2 separate regions of the Ovis aries genome follow, and region 1 is linked to region 2. The links are chromatin contacts, called in public Hi-C maps. All regions are on one chromosome and are shown on one strand. The core of a region is the stretch at or near the end of the contact, and the rest is flanking DNA. Distances in the headings are between cores, read along the strand shown.

The links. A called contact is a pair of places that touch in the nucleus more often than the background predicts.
Region 1: a contact with region 2 is called in a Hi-C map of skin fibroblasts, with 2.3 times the contacts expected there. The contact joins the promoter of CNTRL here to the enhancer-like site in region 2. A contact is called at or near these places in 3 of 16 Hi-C or Micro-C datasets (blood and skin fibroblasts).

What each region holds. Positions count from the first base shown.
Region 1 is chr2:2,454,365-2,457,784 of ARS-UI_Ramb_v3.0, reverse strand. CNTRL (centriolin) reads left to right here and starts at 1,811. Exons shown (of 44, transcript XM_060410786.1): 1 at 1,811-1,923.
Region 2 is chr2:2,416,711-2,419,765 of ARS-UI_Ramb_v3.0, reverse strand. The region is part of intron 11 of CNTRL (centriolin); the gene reads left to right. Among named protein-coding and RNA genes, the nearest start is that of CNTRL, 38 kb to the left of the region's middle. Within about 2 kb of position 1,510, at least 40 of the 54 cell types and tissues checked have an H3K27ac peak or open chromatin away from gene starts, as enhancers often do.

The DNA of each region.
Region 1 (3,420 bases), core at 562-3,061, 38 kb before region 2:
GCTACTTATTAGATCTACACCAGCATACCATGATTTGACAATGGACCCTACCTGAATATCATTACAGACTTTAACAGGTATAGCTGTGAGGTGACACAATAAATCTAATTCTCTGTCAGAAAAGAGAAGAAAAAACAAAACAAAACAAAACAAGTGTCAGAAGAAAACAACAAAAAATAATAGAGCTAAAAGTCAGCAATGTACACATTCCAAACTAAATATCATCTGAGCTTAGAATTTTTTTTAAAAAAGGATAGATCTTCCTTTCAATTTAAAATGTGGGGCTTTTCATGAATTTTGACTTTTCTAGAGCTCAAAGGGTCTCCTGTGTTGCTTAAATACTAGTGGGGGAGAGAGAAGCATCATTCACTTAAATGTGAATGTGAATGGAGCCCCCTGTTGAAAACTACCCGAATTTCTGATTCCTGAATCCATCTCTGCCTTTCAGAAAAATTACAAGTGCTTAAGATGGTTCATAATAAGGCCCCTCTTCTTGCTTTAGCTTCTGCACTCCAGATTTTTGGCTGCCATCCTGATTTATTTAACATCAGCTCATTGCCAAGCTCCTTCTCCCCATTCTTCCTGGGGTTTGCACAAGTTGCTCCCTTTGCCAAGCAAATTTTTCCCCACTCCCATACTCCTTGATAAGTTCTTTGGTTCTTCCAAGACTCAAGGATGAGGCATCATTTCCTCTGGAAAACCTTTGCCTAATACTAAAATAAGTAAAACATACTGAGAACTTATTACAGGACATAAGAAAGAACTTAGAACTCTTTCCACATGCACTAACTTTTATAACTATCAGGAAGTGGGTAGGATTATCCTGTTTCATAGAGGAGGAAACTGAGGCACAGAAAGAGGAAATTCTTAACAGTGTTACACAGATAGACCACGAATTCTGAAGGAACTGACTATGGAAAACTGGTAAGAACAAGGGATGTGAAGTCACAAGGAAGGGAACTGTGCTAAGAGGGGGTCTTCCAAGCGAGCTGTTAAGATTGGAGAATTGTGGTAAAGGAGACTTAATGCCTGCTTTGGCGGTTTTTGGAGATGGTGCAACCTCTCATGGTGATACCGTCCAGGGTACCAGCTGGGAAATGGGAAGCTGGAATGGAGGAACAGTGTCCTTAGAGACCAGATTTTTAAAAAGAATTCACCGTATTTCCCTAGCATTCAGCACAGTAAGTGCTAAATTCTCTTAAACTATGAGTTAAAAGTATGTGGTGAAATGCCGCCCTTTCAGGCAGGCCACAGCCGAAGTTTCTTCGACTGCTTCTTGTTTTGGCTCTCCTGTCACAACCTGAGGACTATTCTCAGCCAGGACTCCCAGGCTGCTCTCATTCCCGTAACCTCGGGTGCATCTGAAACCTAAAGTGCGTTCCCTCAGAGGTTCATCTACGTCTGGCCTGTCTGGCCCCTGAAGAGAATTCGTCTCAGAAACGGGCCGTGCGAAGGAGGAGCGTGCGGCGAGGCACACTAGTTCAAAGCCAGACGGCCGGCAATGGGAATGCGGGGGCTTGGTGACAGCGCTACATCGTCTCTCAGGTGGTCCTCAGGCCCAGCTCCCGCGGAGCATGTCAAGGCCTGAGCACGAGGAGTCAGCCGCTTCGCCTCAGAGAAAAGAGCGGAACCTCTCGCCGCCGGCAGCGGGAAATCTCGCCTCGCGCGGGCTCCCGCGGGCTCCCACGCGCCTTTGCGCGCCCGCGGCCCTGGCCGACTGAGGGGCGGGAAGCCTGGTCCCGCCCCCAAGCTCCGGGGAGGGGCGTGGCCGCTACAGGCTCCGCCCACGCGGCGCGCACGGCCCCACGGCAACCGGCACAACACAACAAAATGGCTGCCGCGCCGCTGGGCGCCTGAAGGGAACCACCGGCACCTCTCCGCGCGGCCTCGTCCGGCGGGCTTGCTCGGCCTCGCTCCTTCGCGGTGAGTGCCAGGCCTGGTCTAGGCCGTTCTCCGGCCTCCAGGCGGAGCGGGTGGGGACCAGCGGCGAAGGCGGGAAGGCCTGGACCCAGCGAGGGATGGGTTCGGGGCGGGGGCGTGTGCCTGGGAGTTGGGATTGGACGGGAAGGAGGGGAGGGCCCGGAACCGGCGCGGGGAGGAGGCTGCAGGGAGGTTTGGATAAGAAGAGAGGAGGGCACGGGCGGGGGCTTTGGGATGGAGGACCGGAGTGTGGGGAGGTGTGGACGCGGGGGGTGGGCGAGTGACAGGTGGGGTCCCGCTGCCGAGCGGAGGAGGGTGGAGGTGCGCCAGGCGTCTGCGGGGATGGCTGGGAGGCGGGATGGTGTGGTGCCCTGACGGGCGTCCTGAAACCAAGCGGAATCCAGTACATGGAGAAAAAGGAGAGTTAGGGTATGGGGAAGAAAAGTTAAAAGAAAGGGAAGAGCAAGTACTTTGTCGTATAACGGTTAAGGGACAGGTGCATTTCAAGTCAAAGCTTGGCTTCACGTCTTGATTCTGCCACCTGTGCTACTGACTGTCTGTGAGATTGGGGCTTGGTAATGTTTCCTCGTTTGTGAAAATACTCACTGATCACTTTTGAGTGTACCGTGTGTGCCAGATTCAGTTCTCCGTCCTTTAGTCCTTCCCATTAACTGATTTAGAATGTAAAATAACTTGAACGAGGTCATCATTCCCATCTTGAAAGATGAAACTGTGGGTCAGAGAGGTTAAATAATTTGCCTATGTCACACAGAAAGTGGGAAATTAACATTTGAACTCAGACTTAGTTGTAGAAACCAAGCTCTTAATTCTTAATGATACAGTGTCACTTATAAATGAGGCTAATAATGGTCATAATATACATTATCTGCAAGAATTTGTTTGGTAATGTCTTTAGAGTGGGGCACAGCCCTTCACTCATTCAACAAATATTTATTGTGCAGCAAACAATACAGCCTCTACTGTCTTGTGGCCTAAACTCTAGAAGGAGAAACAAGCAATAATCAAGTTGTTGCACAAATAATCATTTAATTGTAATTTTAAGGTGTTGTGAAGGATGCTGTTGGGGCAGAGACCTGATCCTGTTGTGTGTTTTGAGTGTGGAAGCCCTGCCTTCCCATCCCTGTATTCTTAGAATCTAGCACAGTTCTTGGTGCCTTAAAGTTGTGGAATAAAATTGAATGACTGAAAAAAAATAAACTAATGGAAAGGTTTGGGAAGCTTCCCCCCCTCCCCATACCTGAGTAGCATGGAGAGAGATGTGAGAGGAGAGCGCGGGATGTTACTAGGATACAGAGGGACATAGGTGTCAGGGTGCTAGAAGGGAGAGGCAAGTAGATAGCCAGTTGGGTTGAGATGAAGTGGAGTGGATGGAGACTGGAGTATTTTGTTTGAAGAGGGGATAATTAGAAGCCAGAATATTCGAATGAGTTAGGGGGTCAGAATATTTGCTGTGATGAGCAGTTTGGGAAATCAGGATGA
Region 2 (3,055 bases), core at 261-2,760:
TGAAGGTTGTCACAATCAGTGTATCAGTGGAGACAAAGCATGCAGGCCAGATTTTAAGACTCCTGAAGTTCAGTTCTAGGGCTGTAGCTTTAGTCTCAGTACCAGAGGATGTCTGTTTCGCTCATTTACCCAGAAGGAGCATTTTTTTTCTGGTTTGTACAAAGTTACCTTATTGGCTAGTGTCTGGCCCCCATTTTATTGCTGCAAAATGTGAACATTTTAGCAAGAGGGAAAGAAGCATGGTATTGCGCATATTTTTCTGCAGATATAGACTAACCTTTATTATCAGATAAAGTATTTTTCTGAATTGCAAATAGAATTTAAAAGTAAAAGCTTGACAGATCAGAAAGCGGTAAATGAGATATGATGAGAAACGTATTAAGTGACAGTGATGTGTCTTGCATTGCGCTTGGTTTTAGGATATACTGTGAGGAACTTTATTTTATTACAGCATCCAAATGAGATTGGTGACTTTTTAACTTGCATAAGAGTAAAAAGAAAAAGAAAAGGGGAGGGGGCTTCCCTATTTCCCAGTGATTTAAAAAACAATCTGCCTGCTAATGCAGGCAATGTGGGTTCCATCCCTGGGTCGGGAAGATCCCCTAGAGAAGGAAATGGCAACCCACTCCAGTATTCTTGCCTGGAAAATTCCATGGACAGAGGAGTCTGGCGGGCTACATACAGTCCATTGGGTCACAAAAGAATCAGACTCAACTTAGTGACTGAACAACAACAAATAAGATAAAAGTGAGACCAGCCCTGGGATTTCTCTGGAAGGACTGATGCTGAAGCTGAATGAAGCTCCAGTACTTTGGACGCCTCATGTGAAGAGTTGACTCATTGGAAGACTCTGATGCTGGGAGGGATTGGGGGCAGGAGGAGAAGGGGACGACAGAGGATGAAATGGCTGGATGGCATCACTGACTCAATGGACGTGAGTCTGAGTGAACTCCGGGAGTTGGTGATGGACAGGGAGGCCTGGCGTGCTGCAGTTCATGGGGTCACAAAGAGTGGGACGCGACTGAGCGACTGAACTGAACTGAACTGAAATGATTTCCCAAGTCTCTCTTTTAGGAAGAGGCAGAGCCCATGCTTACGCTACTAGATGACTTTCTCCTCACAAAGGAGTTACAAATCTAAAGAGCTTAATTACTTTTAAAATTAAATCAGTGCCAAGCCTAATCAAGTTTTCAACAAACGCAAGCATTTAACTAGTTTTCAAAAGCAAAAGATACTATGTAAAAATCAAATCCCTTTAGTTAGAGAAAACGGTTCACAGTTAGAAGCAGAAATATCAGAGGAACAAGGAACAAATGTAACAAGGGGGGATTTGTATCCCTGTTCACTATCTAGCTATGCCCTACGGAAGCAAAAGGTAACAGTACCCCTAGAGGCAGTCAGCCTGTGGTAATCTGCTGCAGACGTTTTCGTGATTGGCCTGGGGGAGCTTCCTGTGTTGTGATTTAAAGCGTGGAGGGTGGGGCCTGCTTGCAGAGGCTGCTTGCGATTGGACGGGCTGGGTTGCCGCTCAGCCTCCGCCAGGAATGTGGTTTGAAGTGCTGGGAGGTTAGAGGCTCGGAGGCGCTTACAAAAATGTGGCTGTCAGAGAGGGAAGTGCACATGAGTTCCAAGGCAACATTAGAAAGCGTTCCGCCCACAGCTCCTCTGTTCTCAACGGCTCAGTTTTAACAGGACACATTCTAAGTTAAGGTATGACCATTTTCTCTCTCTCGATCTCTGTACGAGGACTTAGAAAGGAGGAGGAGTCAGAGATGTAAGTTCCTGTTTTTACAATACCTCTATTGTGAGCTCCACGGTAGGGAAGATCGCTGAATATACTTTTGCTCCCATGTGTTTAATGCAGATCATTGACGTATTGAACTAATTTTTTGTCCTGCATGTAGAGATTTCAGTAGAAGTTTTAATGGTGAATTTTTAAGATTTATTGATACAAGTATGAGGGCAGAAGATTTTAAAAATTTACTCTGAGCCACAAAAATCCTAAATTTACTCAGAATTTAAGCTTTTATCTTTAGTTACCTTTTGAGAAAGATTTCAGATGGGTATTTTGGGAGAGTAGGAGGAGTTTTGAAAATCCCATTGAGTCAAGCTGGCTCTCATCTGTTCTTCAGAAATGAAGAGACTTTCTTTCTTGTCTTTGGAGGCAACAGCATGTAAAGCTGAGGACTGTTCTTTTATAGTGAAATTACAGTCTTAGACTTGAGAAGAATGGAGTTTGTTACTCAGATGGATATAGCTCTTTCTCCTGATCACTTTCTCTTGATTTATTTTTGTCCTGTTCCTCTGATCCTGTGGGGGCAAGCTAGAGCTCTGAGAGTGTGTGTGGGAGGACACAGGTTCTCTGGGGAATCATTTTGTCTCCATATGAACAGTCGCCTGAGGAGACCTGGGCAAGTCATTTGGTGGACCTGAGATTCCATCCTCATGCGTGAAAGAAAGAGGTAGACTAGAGCATTGGTTCTCAGGTTTTTATCCCAGCACACCTGAGAAATGCAATCCAGTCCTTTCAGTTAGCAGCAGCTCCCTAAAGCAGTGACTGTCAAGGTCGATGTGGGTGTGTGAAAGCTTTTTTTCTACCAGGAATATATGTAGTGGTTGGAGGAGAAGGGCGTGCCTCCCTAGGGCCCTCCGTCTTGAGGATCACTGGCCTAAATGGTCTTTGAGGTCTCTCTCAACTCCCAGTTTATAGAACTTAAAAGCAAAATGTTTCTTTGTATAAAGAATTGGAAATAAAATTGAATTCTAAGGAAGAGTTTATTTCATGTCTCTATCTCCCCCAAAATATTATAAAAACATTACTTTGCTGACAAAGATCCATCTAGTCAAAGCTATGGTTTTTCCTGTAGTCATGTATGGGTGTAAGAGTTGGACCATAAAGAATGCTGAGTGCCAAAGAATTGATGCTTTTGAACTATGGAGTTGGAGAAGACTCTTGAGAGTCCCTTCAACTTCAAGGAGATCAAACCAGTCAATCCTAAAGGAAATCAGTCCTGAGTATTCATTGGAAGGACTGATGCTGAAGCTGAAGCTCCAA